Linked DNA regions of Sus scrofa: region 1 is linked to region 2. The links are chromatin contacts, called in public HiChIP or PLAC-seq maps. All regions are on one chromosome and are shown on one strand. Each heading gives the region's core, a stretch centred on a gene start, on an enhancer-like site or on the middle of the called end of the contact. The rest is flanking DNA. Distances are from core to core; before and after follow the strand shown.

Region 1 (7,437 bases), core at 4,520-7,019, 320 kb before region 2:
GGCATCTGATACTGTGCTTAATTCCAGGATACTTTTTCTACTTCATTCTTGGTCATCTTTCTCTTTTTTCTCCTGGAATCGATAGATTATACCAAAACTTTTTGTTTAGCTGTTTCTACACATTCGTAAAAGCTATGAACCTTCCAGTCTGACACCATTGCCACTGTGTGCTTGTAAAGCCACCCCATACAAACATCCACTTACTCCTGGCTGCTAAGATATATGGATGGAGCAGGCTGTAAGAGCTTTCACCACAGAATGACCACTTGCCTGTTACCAGATGGAGGGCTTTGGGTAGCTCATGCTCCCTGCCTGGAGGGTTGGAGCTGGGACTTGGTCCACCCCAGGGGCTGCTCAGACAGTGTCCTGCCATAGCCCCCCATCAAGGCTTCCTTTCTAGGTCTGCAAGGTGCTACCCTCTGAGGGGTTATGCAGTCAGAGGGCCCCCAGGAGCCAGGCCCTGGACTTCCCAGGCTGCATAGCATGCTGAATTCCAGCCAGCTGGATGGCCTGTTGTCACTAGAGATGGTGACTGGTGGCTTCTGTGACATGGTGTCACATAACTCAAGGGGAGCCTTCTGCCCAGATTTCTTTTGGAAGTCTCTCAAGCAGATGCCGTACCTGGATTCCTGTGTTGGCAGTTTCCTGAGAGATTGTTACAAATTTTCATTGCTTCCCCCACAAAGAAAGATGGACAGAAAATGTGGTACCATCTGAGAGTAGCCTGAGATCAAATGTGCCCAAATAGAAATCCACGTAACTTGAGTGTCCCAAGTTAGACTAAAAGCATTAGCTTCAAATGGACAATTCTCACACATTTTAGTGATTTTTGAAGATCTGCCCAAACTAGGCTGTTTTCACACCTTTTCCTACATATACAGGCAGACCACAGAGAAACTGCTGGTTTGGGTCCAAACCATGGCATTAAAGCAAGTGTCACAATAAGGCCAGTCACTAAGCTTTTGTTTTCCCAGGGCATATAAAAGTTATGTTTGCACTATACTGTAGTGTATTAGGTGTGCAATAGCATTATGCCTAAAAAACAAAAATATATGCTTTAATTTTTAAAAATTTGCTAAAAGATGCTAACCATTCTCTGAGCCTTCAGCAAGTCTAAATTTTTTTTGCAGCAGTAACATCAGAGATCACTGATCAAAGATCACCACTGTTATATTTGTTATAACAGTGAAAAAGTTTGAAATATTGCAGGAATTACCAAAATATGACATAGAGACGTAAAGTGACCACATGCTGTTGGAAAAAAAATGACACCAATAAACTTAATACAAGGTTGCCACAAATCTTCACTTTTTGTAAAAAAAAAAAAAAAAAGTGAATAAAGTGAATTGAAATAAGCAAGAGATACTGTAATACTTAACCTGTGTTAATTTTAGACTACTCACAGAGGGGAGGAAGATTCCTTGTGTGAGCCATTGCCCACTGTGAGCCGTGCTCACCTGCCCTGGACAGGGAAAGTCACTGGAATTTTAGAGGTCATCCTGGCAGGTTTGATGTTTGTGTCCCTCGGCTCTGCTGAACTATGTGGATTTCATTCTCAGGCAAGTCCTACACAGATGCGGATCCCAGCTTATAGCCTACCTTTCCTGCCAGCTGCAGTGATCTCTACTGGTTTACATGCTGATGCATGGCCGGGAGAATGCAGAGCTCTGACTGGCTGGGCCCCAGCCACATGCCTATCGTGGAACTAAGGTCTGAGTGTGGAGAAGAGTGTTTCTCTAAAGGGAACTGGAGACTAAGGATTTGATCGTGCACAGCTAGCCTGCCATCTCTAACTTATAGAAAAATAAACCCCTTTGGTACTTGATGATGACCAATAGATTTTTGGAACACACCTCATAGCAGAGATAGGATCTGAAGCCATCACTCTGTAGTCTAATAGGGGACCCTTGAGTACAAGGGGGGTCAGCCTGGAGGGAGCTAAGATTTGTTCCGTGGTGGTGCCTGATGGGAGCTGGATCCTCTGGGGGGCTGAGTCGGGAGACCTGCAACGCCAGAGGGTACCTGGCTGAGAGTAGGTATTGGGGTCCTTGAAGCTCTGAGGAGGGCAGGATACCTATGTGCTGTGAGGGAGAGACATGCCACCCCACAGGTGGCTGCTTCTGAGCAGGGACCCAGTCACAGGGTCCGGCAGAGGGTGTCCTCAGTAAATGCTGAATAACTAGTTAAAACAATAAGAAAGCCAGCGACAGCACTCTGGGTAGAAGGGGTAAATGGTACTTTTATTTTTCAGCTTTACTGAGGCATAATTAACAAAACTGTAAGATATTTAAAGCGGGTATTGTGTTGATTTGATATAAGTATAGATTGTGAAAGGATTCTTACCACTTGTCAGGCTCCATCTCGTAATCATGTCAGGTGGGGTGGGCTACAGAGCTTTAAGTTCCACTCTATTAGCAGGTTTCAATTATGTAATACAATGTTGTCAACTTAGTCACCATGTCTTACATTAAATCCTCCGAGCTATTCATCTCGTACCTGGAAGCCTATACCCTTTTACCAACCTCTTCCTCCCACCCTCCAGCCCCCAGAAACCACTTTTTTCTACGGGTGTGACTTTCTCCTTTTTTTCCTTTAATTTTTTTTAAGATTCCACTTATAAGTGATACATGCAGTTCGTGTCTTGGTCCTGCTTATTTCACTTAGCTACTACCCTTAAGGTCTATCTCCATTGTTGTTGAGATATATATATTTATAGCAACTTCTTTCTCCATTCAGGGCAAAAAGGTGGACTTTGAACATTGTTTTCCAGATACTTGTGATGTCCTGCCTACACCTGGACACATTTTTGTCCATTACCACACCTGAGAGTAGCAGTATATGCCAACAGTAGATGCCTAACTAGGTATCAATTTACATGGAACACTAACACCAAGAAATGAGGAAACCAAGGCCAAGTGTTTTAAATTCCTTTTAGATCCATTGCACAATTTCACTACTAAAAGCATGTAGACTCTGATTTTCTTGGTTTCTTCTAGAACTTTCCTGGATGTGGAAGTAGCATGCCCACCGCCGATTCCGATTCTGATTACTACAGAGGAATATTTTTTCTTGGTGACCAAACCACCCACCTACAGTGCTCTGGGGATGTGGGCTCTGGGTGTTGACAGGACTCTCAGAGTTGTCCATGGTGGGTTGGAAAAAAGTAACCATAGAGTCTGGAAACATGGTCACGTCGGATTAACCTGGCTTCAAATCCCAGCTGCACCCCATACCATTTGGGCAAATCACTTACCCCCTACCATCAGCCTGTGAGGATGATAGGACAGGAGTTCCCATTGTGGTTCAGTGAAAATGAACCCAGCTGGTATCCATGAGGATGCTGGTTTGAATCCCTGGCTTTGTTTTGTGGGTTAAGGTTCTGGTATTGCTGCGAGTTGTGGTATAGGTCGCAGATGTGGCTGGTATTGCTATGGGGTAGGCCAGCAGCTACAGCTCCAATTTGACCCCTAGCCTGGAAACTTCCATAAGCACACCTGCGGCCCTAAAAAGAAAAAAAGCAAAAGAAGCCTAGGACAGAGCCTGACACATCGCGGACCCCAGGTTCAGAAGGCACAGAAGTGGAGGATCTGTTGGGGGGCCAGTTCAGTTTGTCCCCACGCTTTTTTCTCCTCAGGGAGTTTTCAGGAGGGCCATGAATGTGAAATAATTTAACTCAATCAATTAAAATTTATTTTCAAATGTCTTTGTCAGTGCCAGGATCCGTTAGCGGAGGACCAAATAAACAGTGTGGGTGCCAGGAGGGACATGGAGGGTGAGAGGATGGGGAGCACGCAGCAAGGCTCAGCCTTGTCCCAGTAGGTGATGTTTGGGCAACATCTGAGCAGCAGGAGGGAGCGTTAGTCCAGGCCCCCGGAAGCCTTGCAGAGGTTCTGAGGCAGGAGCGGTTCTCCTGGTTCAGGGGCCACACAGTCCCTGTCCCATGACATGCAGTCTGCACGGTCCCTTCCTTCTGATCCCACACTGATGTTTCACTTCACCTTTCTTTGCCTTTTTTTTTTTTTTTTTTTGTATTCAAACTGAGTTTATGGGGTGGTTTCCCCCTCATCTTGATGCCCCTTGCATCTTCATTCAGTGCCACCTCGGCCTGAAAGCCCTGCAGTCTGGCCGGGATGGTGGAGCAGCCATTGCACAAACTGCCAGCCTGTACAGTTCCTATGAGTGATCTCCTGGCATGATGGGCGTCTCACCCTCTAAGCAGGAACCAGGTCTGCACCTGCTTTTCCTTGTGTTTCCTCTCCTCTTCCTCCTGAGGGCCAGGTGGCTGCCAGTTCCTGTGTCCTCCCCTCAGGTGGAGGGAAGAGAGTTGGAAATCAGCCTCTCACCCTTTCTGGCTTCAGTTCCTTCCCTGAAGGGAAATGCAGGGAGGATTTGACCCGAGGGGTTGGTGCTTCCAGCCCAGCTTCCCACTGGGTGCATCTCTACCGCCATCCCCCCTCTCAGCAGCAGGTGGCGCTGTGCTCCTTGCTTTCCCAGTTTGTCCTTCCTTGGTTTGCAGTCGGCATCTATTCATGTTGACCAGCAAAGTCTGTATCGTCTTTTTCCTTATATCCAAACAATTTGTGGAGCTCCAACCCAATAGTATCTGTTGCTGCCAGGAGCAAAGAAGGAAAGAAAACAGCGTGCTGTTTAGGCCCCAGGGAGCAGATTGAAGGGTAAATTGCCCTTCGTGCCCACATCTTGTTGAATTAAAATGAGGTTGTCGACAAGGCCATATCCCAGACAAGATGATTTTGTCCGCACTAAGTGGTCCTGTGTGTGCGTGTAGTCAACCCTCAGAGTTTGAGGACAGATGCCACCACTCTGATGAGCAGATCCTCTTACCTGCTGGCAGCCTCAGAGCGTTCATCTGTGCGGTGTCCTTTCAGCTTCAACAATGTGTGTTGGGGAAGGTCTAGGATCATTCTGTTACTGATTGAAAGAGCTTAAGTGTGGAGTTCCTGAAACACTCTTGGTTGTAGTATCAGAAAGGCAGCCATTGGGTGTCCTGGGTGAAGAGTACAGAAACATGCTCATTTCCCACAAACACTACTTACTGGGTGATCAGCAGGTCTGGCCTCTGACTCAGTTCCCTCCTCCCTGAAATAAGGATGGTAGCAGGGCCCACCTTATGAGGAGGGCAGAGCGTCCCGTGACGTCCATGCAGGAGCTAGCTCAGGGCCTATTTTCCTTAATTAGACCAGCGGAATTAGACCACGTAATGTGTTTCCTGTCTCCGGTCTGCCTTTCAGGCCTCTGTGGTTGGTCCACAGTACAAAAGACCACTTATAAATATCTCTCTGTCTTATAAGAAGGATCAAAGCTGTTCTATATGAGTTCGTAGTTTCTGTCTGGCTGAGTCTACTACAACATTAAAAAAATAATAATCTCATTTATCTCTTCTTGCATTGTTTTTCCTTTAAGGCTTTTTCAGGCTGAGGACTGCTAGAAACGGGGTCAGATAAAAGCTAATCATGATAAGGATTTGGAAATCAGATGAGGGGCAAGGAAGCCTCCCCTTTACAGAGTCCTGACCCTCTCCCCCCTTGGTTCTCAGCAGTGTGTTCTTCAGTTCAACACTAGGGTACGAGAGAAATGAGTGGAACCAGCTCTGTGAGCAAGGTCACCCAACAGCATCATGAGATAATGACATCACTGACAGCTCTTTCCCAGGAAAAACCCAGGGCTCAAATAACCGAGGGAAAGGACAGGTCATCTTCATGGCAGGTTGACAGAGCTGGTTGCAGGCTGCCATCAAATATCAGGCCTGGGAGTGTTGCTAAAAATGACCCAGGGGCTACACCTGGCTCTGCTCAATTTGCCCTGAGCCTCGCTGCCCTCACATGCTCAGGACAACAGAATATCACCAACAGGTTTGTTTGGTTGTTGTTGTTGTTTTTTTTTTTTTTCCGTTGTTCCATTTCCTAGAAGAAAGGTTACCAAATGCCAGAATCAAAATAGAATGTGGATTGTGTCACAGGAATCCTGTTTGATCCAGGCACACTCATATTGTGCTATGGCCTTGAGGGGAGAGAGCAGATAAGCAGAAATGCAGGGTTATTATCACATTGTGGGAAGTGACATCACGGAAGGCCCCTAGTCTGCCTCTCTCTCCAGACTAGTTATTTTCTGTCATGCTGCACACCAAGTGAATCATGTTTTCAGTGCCTCAGAGGGACACAGTTACTTAGGTGAGCCTGATGCAGAATCCTTCACATAAGAAAAAGTCCTTTTGTTAAAGTGAGTGGTGGTCCCCAACTTTATCCATATCCCAAGTTCATGGTTTTACACATTTTCTGTTCTTTTTTAATCTTGGCTTAAATTCTTTACTATTTGTAGCGATATGATAGAATTTTCCAAGTGATAGTGAATTATTCATGGTCACTTTCCTGAACAGCAAACAATTAAATTGAAGAATTCAGACCTTTGTAGATTACCTTTCATTATATGATGAATATCATCTTTTTTATTTATAAAAAGCATAATATAAAATGTACCATCTTAACCGCTTTTAAGTGTTCAGTTCAGTGATGCTAAGTGCATTCACATTATGCAACATACATTGTGTTTTCTTGAAGCAGCTCTCTCCAGGATGTCTTTATCAGCAGTTAGAGACATCCCCTTCCTGCCAAGTTTTTCTCCCATGATATAATACTTTATTACTATCCTTAAACTTACTTCTCAGAGATTTCAAAGCTTTGGAAAGTAAATCCAAACAAAATCCATGGGCAATCCTTAAAATGTAGATGCACTAAGAGAAGGCTGTGAAGCTCATTCATCCTTTATGTCACAACCCAAACTCATTTGGGTAGAGAGCCCCTGGACCTGCAATGGAGAGCTGGCCTTGGGACTGTCAGGTGAGGATAAAGGTTAAGGCATCCTCGCCTGAAGCCTCCGTTGGCTTCCCAACTCACTAGAGTGACTGGCATATGCCTCACCCAGCTCATCCCCTCCCGGTCCCATTCCTGCCCACTTCTCTGACCCCACTTCCTGCTGGCCTTCACACTGACCCTTAAAAATGTTAAGCTCGGAGTTCCCATTGTGGCTCAGCAGAAACGAATCCGACTAGGAACCATGAGGTTGTGGGTTTGATCCCTGGCCTCGCTCAGTGGGTTAAGGATCCAGCATCGCCGTGAGCTGTGGTGTAGGTGGCAGACACAGCTTGGATCTGACGTTGCTGTGGCTGTGGCATAGGCCAGCAGCTGTAGCTCCGATTTAACCCCTAGCCATGGAACCTCCATATGCTGCAGGTATGGCCCTAAGAAGCAAAAAAGCAAAAAAAAAAAAAAAAAAAAAAAAGAAAATGTCAAGCTCATTCCTTCTTAAAGACCCTTGTTTTCACTCCTACCTCAGCTTAGAATCATCTTCTCAACTTGTGCTGAGCAGTAGAAACACTTATATAACTCATAGCCTTCTCAATGCTGGGGCCACATCATATAC
Region 2 (6,827 bases), core at 2,968-5,467:
GACAGGTAAGGGAGCCCAAGAGTCTCCATCCTCCATAAGGTCCTGTCTATGAAGAGCATTTCTGAATCTTCCCATCCACACACCCACAGCTTCAGTGGGTGACAAAGGTGTTCATAAAGGTATATTTTATCTGACTTTGAATTCTGTTTCCCTTTTCACCTTGGCTTCCAAGAAGCTCATAATGATATTTTGCTCCTTTCAGATTCCAGATGACTTATGTTCTCTCTCTTCTCTCACCTGGTTCAATCCCATATGGCCTAGTCTGACTTTCCCTTCTTCCTGGAGGCCTCTGCAATTCACACGGGAGGAGTCTGGGAACACTCTCTACATTAACAAAGGAAAGACTCTTCCCAGGAAAGATTTCAAAATTCTGGGCATTCTCATGACTTTTGCTACTTCCACATGCCTCCTGCATTATCATTCATTACTGTTTGTCCTTACATTTATTCATTTAATAAAAATACTTAAATACCTTCATTTCAAAAGGAACTATAATATAGTGATCATAACTAAAGAAAAATGTTTATAAGCAAAAATTAAGTAGAAATATATATCTAGTAAAACTGACTATTACTACCTTCTAGATGGATAGTCTCAGGCCTGTGTGTCTTTGTCTTAGAGAAAATTAACAGCGGTCAGAGAGGTAGTTAAGACAACTTAACACCACACTCAGACTTTCCCTTGAATGGATCAGAGGACTGAAGGTGAGAAAAATAAAATGGAGTTACTGTGAGAACTGTGTACGAATCTGAAAAGGCATCTTTTCCTCAGACACTTTGCTACCACCTGCTGGGAACTTTTCATAATAAAAATACAAGACAAAATGTACAAAGTAACTGTCACCCCTCAGATGTGCTCTTGTGCGGTACACAACCTATCCAACCATCCATGGCAGCCTGGTGTACCATGCATGCTATTTGATGCACCCCCACCCCGAGCCCCAGCTCTGTCCAAAATACCCCACACCCTTTGGCAAGTCTCTCTCTCAGGCACACAGACAGTCCAGAGAGGACAAAGAGACCACGGCTTACATGAGCTCTTGTGCTCCCTTCTTCGCTGCCTTCTCCGCCCCATTGTGGTCCGGGGACTCATGGGCTGGGATCCCCGAGGAAGAGTGCTGGGGTTGGTGCAGGGAAAGGCGTGGTTCAGTGTCGGCGAGGAAAAGGGAGATGAGGACAAGGCTGGGGAGATGAGAGCACAGCCCCGTGAGCCCCAGCAGAGCCCCCCAGCCTGCCACAGGGAAACACAGGGCTGCCTTCCACCCTCCACACACCTGCCATGTGACCTCAGACAAGTCTCTCCCTCTCTGGGTCTCAAAGCTCACAGAGTTTTCACACACCTGGTGAAACCCAGCTGCAGGACTGGGGCCCATCTCATCACTAATGTGTCAGGTGAGGCTATGCCGGCCCCCAATTTCTTTGAGTCTATATAAGACAGGCTCAAGCCCTTCTCTAGGAACTGGGGAGAGGAACAGTGGGGAGGGCACTTTACATTGGCTCTGGTCCTGGCCAGCAGGTGTGGCCCAGGTGGACGTCCTGCAGTGGCCGGGCCGGGGGCTGTGGCAGGAGGGCACACAGGGGTCCCAGCGATGTGGCTGCTCGCTCCTCTGTACCTTCACTGAGGCAGAGGAAGAGGAGAGAGAGAGACATGCCATTAGGGGCTGAGCAGCTCTGAATCACCAGGCCCCTGGGGGACTGAGCTCCCATATGCAGAGGGAGGAAGGAACAGAAGACCCTGGGTTTCCTGAGCCAGGTTAGGCATTCAGGATTCTTGCTCTGCATCCTGGACATCCTCTGTGTGCCAGGCACTGTGCTCAGGGTTCAGCCACGCAGCAGCCAGAGGGGCAGGGACACAGGAGGGAAAGCTGGCCCAGACTGAGGCCCATAGCTGGGAGATGGTGGTAGAGTAGGATTTGAACATGGGAAACTTTGCTGTGGAGCCCAAGAACTGGCTCATCAGCTTCAAGGAGCACAGTTTGCAAATGGTGACCAGTTGTAGCACCATTGGGGTCTACCACAGCACCATAGCCTGGGCAGCCTCAGCAGTAGCTGAGCATAGAGGGCACCAGGGTCCTGGCATTTCTGCCCCACACTGGGCTCTCAGGGGCCACCTGGGTCCCTGTTGGTTTCGTCCAGGCTTGCACAGATCTGCATTGCCGTCTGAGATGGCTCCCACTTCCTCCACCTCCTTCTCATACTGGCCTCATCCCCAGTGAGCTCTTCACTCCATCCTGAGCTGAGCCCGAGATCCAAACTTTGAGTAGCACAGAGCACAGAAAGAACTATCCCCTCCCTTGTTCTAGCTCTTATACTTCTATTAATGCAACCAGTGATGGAACTAGCTTTGGGGGCATCCCACCAACAAACTGTCAAGTTGTTTCTCTGCCCCACCTCCCCACCCTAAGCAACTGCACTTGACAGTTCAAGCTTCCCTATAGGAATGGATATTTGTTCCAGTAAATTTTAGCCTGCCCAGGGCATTGGTCCATTAACACTCAGGTTTGCGCCCTGAGGTCTTCCCAGGGAACCCACCTGCCTCTGAGGGCTTCAGCGGCCGCCGGCTCTGGGGCGCAGGCAGGATCTCCAGCCTCACTTTCTCTGACACGCTGGCCAGGAGTTTGGTGGCCTCGAGCAGCGAGCAGTGTTCCATGCTGGTGCCATTGATGGACAGGATGTGGTCTCCAGCATGCAAGGCCCCACTCCTGGCCAGGTCAAGAAGCAAAGGGGAAGACTCATCTGGCCAGACAAGCTCTGGGCAGCCCCTCCCCCTGCACCCCTTGTACCATGGCAGCTCCCAGCATGTGCCCCACCTGTCCACCACGCTGGCTGGCTTGATGCGGTCAATGGTGATGACAGGCTTATTCCGGTGGGAGCCGGTGGTGAGTGAGATCCCCAAGGTGGACCCCGGGGTCTTGGTTATTTCCACGATCAAGGGCCCTGAAGCGCTGGCCACTGTGTCTGGTACATGGAAGGAAAGCAGAGTTTGAAATGCAAATATTGAGCACTTTCCTCCATCTCGCTGCACCCACATTACAGACAAGAAAACTGAGGCATGTGGAGGCAAAAGCCTCGTCCAAGATCACACAGCCACTGGGCAGCAGAGGAGGGGCAGGAATTCCTGTCTCGGGCGCTCTGGGCCCAGGGCTTTCCTGGAGAATTCCAGTTTGCTCACATTTATTGAATGCCCGCTGTATGCTGGCACTGAACTGTGTTTCACAATGGGCCTTCTCCATTTCTCTCTGTGATTTTTTGCACATTCACTATCTCTGACACACTCTATACTTAATTTATTCTATTGTCTATCACTCCTCTCCAGAATATCAGCCCCATAAGAATAGAGACGCCGTCTGTACTGCTGTCAGGTGTGTCCTCAGAGCATCAGACAAGGCCTGGCAGTGTATTTACTACCCAGAGAGGCTCAGAGAGGCTGTGACGGGCTCAAGGTCACACAGCCTTTGCAGTGATGAAGGTCTGTACCTGCTACCCCATCCCTCCAGCCCCCAGCCTCTTCCTGCCCCAGTTCCAGCCCTCAGGCCCCCAACTCACCTGGCACAGCCACATCATACTCCACCTGGAACAGTGCCTCATGGCTGCACTGCCGCAGGGTGGCCAGGGCAGTGGCGTGGCTGGCACCATGCAGTGGGATCCCATCAACGCTGAGCAGCCTGTCACCCACCTTCAAGGAGCCCTCCCTGCAGGGAAGGGCATGGTCAGCCAGCCTGGCCCTGGACAAGGGCGGGAACTGGGAGAGGTGGGGGCCCAGAGGACGGGGCAGGGCATGGAGTGGGTGAAGGAGAGAGGACATGGCAGAAGGGAAGGAATTCCACATGAGTGAAGGGAAGAGGGAGGGTATGCGGAAGCCACTGAGCAAGTGAAGGAGGCAGTGAGGATGGGGTGGGGTCGGTTCTGACACCTCTCACCCCATTTGGTGCTTAAATTCACAGTCCCAGCTCAACCCTCAAGCGTCAGGTCAGGGCCCAAACAGGGTCCCAGCCCTGCCAGGACCAGGTAGCATCAGAGGTAGACAGTCTGGAGGCTTCACGCTGCTGGCCAGAGCTCCCTGCCCAGGGCCTCCACCCTGGTTCTCAGCAGTGGCTCTGGCCTGGGGACAAATAGGAATTCTACTGGGTCCCAGGGAGGGGCCTGAGGGGGGTTCACCTCAGTTTGGGTCACATCCCGGCTCTGGAATGCCTGTCCCAACAGGTGGCCAAAGCTATTCTGGGAGGTTCTATGAATAGCCTGTCCCAAGGACGGCTTTAGATTTCTGACAAGGCCGTTCCAGGCTTTCCTTAAAATGGCCAGGAATCCCGCGCCAGGGAGGTCAGAGGGTCAGGAGCTGGGAACTGGGCGTGTTCCTCTCCACAGTTGCTCCCCCTAGCACTTGCAAACAGGGCCCGGGCAGGGCCAAACTGGCAGCACAGCCAGGACCGGGGAGGCCGCATCACAGAGGACCAGAGGACGCCTGTCTCCTTGCCCCAAATCCCTCGCTGCAGCTCCCAATGGCTGCATCATTAGACCCATTCTACAGACAGGAAAATCAAGGCCAGGGAAGGGACACCAAAGCTCACTCCCCATCCCCCACCCCCTCAAGACAGCAGAGTCTTGGGGAAGAAAGAGCTTGGAGTTGCTCTCATTTGGGGCTTAGCACTGGCTCCACCAACAATTCCGAGTGGCTCTGGGAGAGCAGTCTCCCCTCTCTGGACTTCAGTTTGGCTCATCTGGAGAACGCGTATGATGTCCACTCTGCCTTCCTCACAGGGTCTGGTGCTGGGGGCCAGCAGTGCCGGGCAAGGCTGTAAGGGTCCCTCCAACTCAGGCTCACCTGTCGGCGGGGCCACCAGGCCGCACATAGGTCAGGACGAGCGGGCGGGACTTGTGCCCATCTTCATGGGCGCCTCCTGGACAGAATCCCACAAGAGGCGGGAATCACCGACCCTCTCCTTCCCTGGTGCCCAGCGGCCCTGACCCAGACCCTGAGCAGGCTCCCTTCATTAAATCTGCGCAAGGACCTTGTCCTTGCTGTGCACAGTCCTTCCCATGGGACAGCGACTGTAAACCCCACCCAGAGCTGGGACAGAAACCAGGGAACACAGCCAAAGTCCTTTCTCAGTTAAACAGCTTGCTTCCCATCCTAAGATCTCATCCTATTTCCCTTTTTTGCCCTGGTTGCTAGGCAGCATCAAACTTCTTTTTCTGGTACAACTTCTCCCTCTCACTCCCCCCAATCATGCACACTTTGTTGTGAGGCAACATATATATGAAAGATGTATGTAATGAATACATATAATTCATTAGAGCAAAAGAGAACACACAGAATTGGCATTAGCCTTCCCACCCCTTGACCCAAAGGTGCCTCTTACACTGACCTCTGAGGACGAAGCCAAAGCTATTGCCCTCCTTGTAGAGGGAGACATCCACTGTCTTTGCAATGATCCCTGGGTTGTTCTCAGGGGCTGGGGAGAAATGGAGGGCTCCTTTGAGTCCTTGAGTCACAGCAGCAAGCCAGCAGATGTCCCCGAAGCTCTTTCCAAGAGAGCTGCGTGACCTGTCACAGACGCTGCAGGAAGGGCGAACTCCCTCTGCCTCATTTTACAGCTAGGACAAGTGAGGCTTAGAGGTCCCCTCTTCCCTAAAACCCACTTAGTCTACCACTTAGAGTGGGGAAAGGGCCTGCCCATGCTCCCACAGAGACATTGGCAGAGCTCAGGCTTGTGTCCATGGCTGGCAGGCTCAGGCCAGAGCTGAATTCCAGACAGTCATTCAAATTTCAAGACTTTAGACCAACTTTGAAAATTCAGAGCTAGGCTAAACCCTAGGACACTGTACTGAGAGCAGCACGGGAGGGCAAAGAACAATTTATTCTGCTGATGTTCCTAAAACCTTCCCCCAAAAGGAAAAGCATCTGGAAACCAAATATGCAAGATGACAAGGAGTTAGGAACAGGGCCCTGCCACCAACTGGTGACAGCATACTGCATTTGTGGACAAAGTCCTAGGTGTGGCATGAATGTCTGTAGTCAGTCTCAGGTCCCGCCCACCCTGACTGGCATGGCCCACTACCCAGGTGCTGGCAAGGAGGCAGCTTATCCACCCATGACCATGGCAGTGGAGAAAGTTCACGGTTCAAGGGCACCCACCGGGCGGGGGCAGCTCATACTCCACCTCCAGCACCACGCGCTCGCCCACATTCTTGAGCAGAGTGATGATCTCATCATGGCGGAGCCTGGTCAAGTGGATCCCGTTCACTGAGCGAATGTAGTCACCCACATTCAGCAGGTCACTCCTAGGAACAAGGAGGCCAGGGCACACACGTGGTGACAGGCACCGGCATCCACAGCCACCCTCCTGTTGAATCCTCATGGTCTCTGGATCCCCATTTTACAGATGGGGAAGCTGAGGCTCAGAGGGGTCAGACATTGTCCAGGGTCACACAACACATGAGTAAGAGAGGGTGGATTCCAACCTAGACCTGCCTGCCACCCAGGTCTGGCCTTTCCCTTGAGGCTGGTCTACCCTGTTTCCCTCCTTCTGGAGCATCACCCTCACAGGTACAGCTCTGACTGGCCCCAGAGAGCGTATAAATTGGTCAGATCATCGCCTCCTTTGCTCTTCCCAGGTCTGGGGGCAGTGAAGGAGAGGCTCACTCCTAGGTTTCATGGAACTCCTGGCTCCAGAGAGCTGCAGAGGCAAAATTAAGGGAAAATGCAGGGCAACGTGTTCCACAGTGGCTCACAGGACTGTGCCAGCAGAGTGGCTGCCTCAGCCTGGAGTCCTGGGGGCTTTCCAGAGGCGGTGTGGAGGGGTGAAGAGCAGGCTAGCTGGGGCCAGG

What was found. HiChIP or PLAC-seq counts read pairs in DNA pulled down with a chosen protein or histone mark.
Region 1: a contact with region 2 is called in an H3K27ac HiChIP or PLAC-seq map of skeletal muscle, with 2.9 times the contacts expected there. The contact joins two enhancer-like sites. A contact is called at or near these places in 3 of 47 Hi-C or Micro-C datasets (embryonic fibroblasts, heart right ventricle and skeletal muscle) and 2 of 2 datasets of contacts at active chromatin or transcription factors (alveolar macrophages and skeletal muscle).

What each region holds. Positions count from the first base shown.
Region 1 is chr13:70,330,818-70,338,254 of Sscrofa11.1, reverse strand. It overlaps LOC110256290 (a long non-coding RNA gene), which reads right to left. Exons shown (of 2, transcript XR_002337663.1): 2 at 4,010-5,005. Among named protein-coding and RNA genes, the nearest start is that of LSM3, 14 kb to the left of the region's middle. Within about 2 kb of position 5,769, at least 12 of the 83 cell types and tissues checked have an H3K27ac peak or open chromatin away from gene starts, as enhancers often do. A contact at or near this core is called in skeletal muscle, where this site is marked.
Region 2 is chr13:70,013,296-70,020,122 of Sscrofa11.1, reverse strand. GRIP2 (glutamate receptor-interacting protein 2) reads right to left here. Exons shown (of 24, transcript XM_013982003.2): 4 at 6,136-6,281; 5 at 5,366-5,452; 6 at 4,822-4,897; 7 at 3,546-3,691; 8 at 2,810-2,957; 9 at 2,532-2,701; 10 at 1,492-1,617; 11 at 1,032-1,181. Among named protein-coding and RNA genes, the nearest start is that of GRIP2, 67 kb to the right of the region's middle. Within about 2 kb of position 4,217, at least 5 of the 83 cell types and tissues checked have an H3K27ac peak or open chromatin away from gene starts, as enhancers often do. A contact at or near this core is called in skeletal muscle, where this site is marked.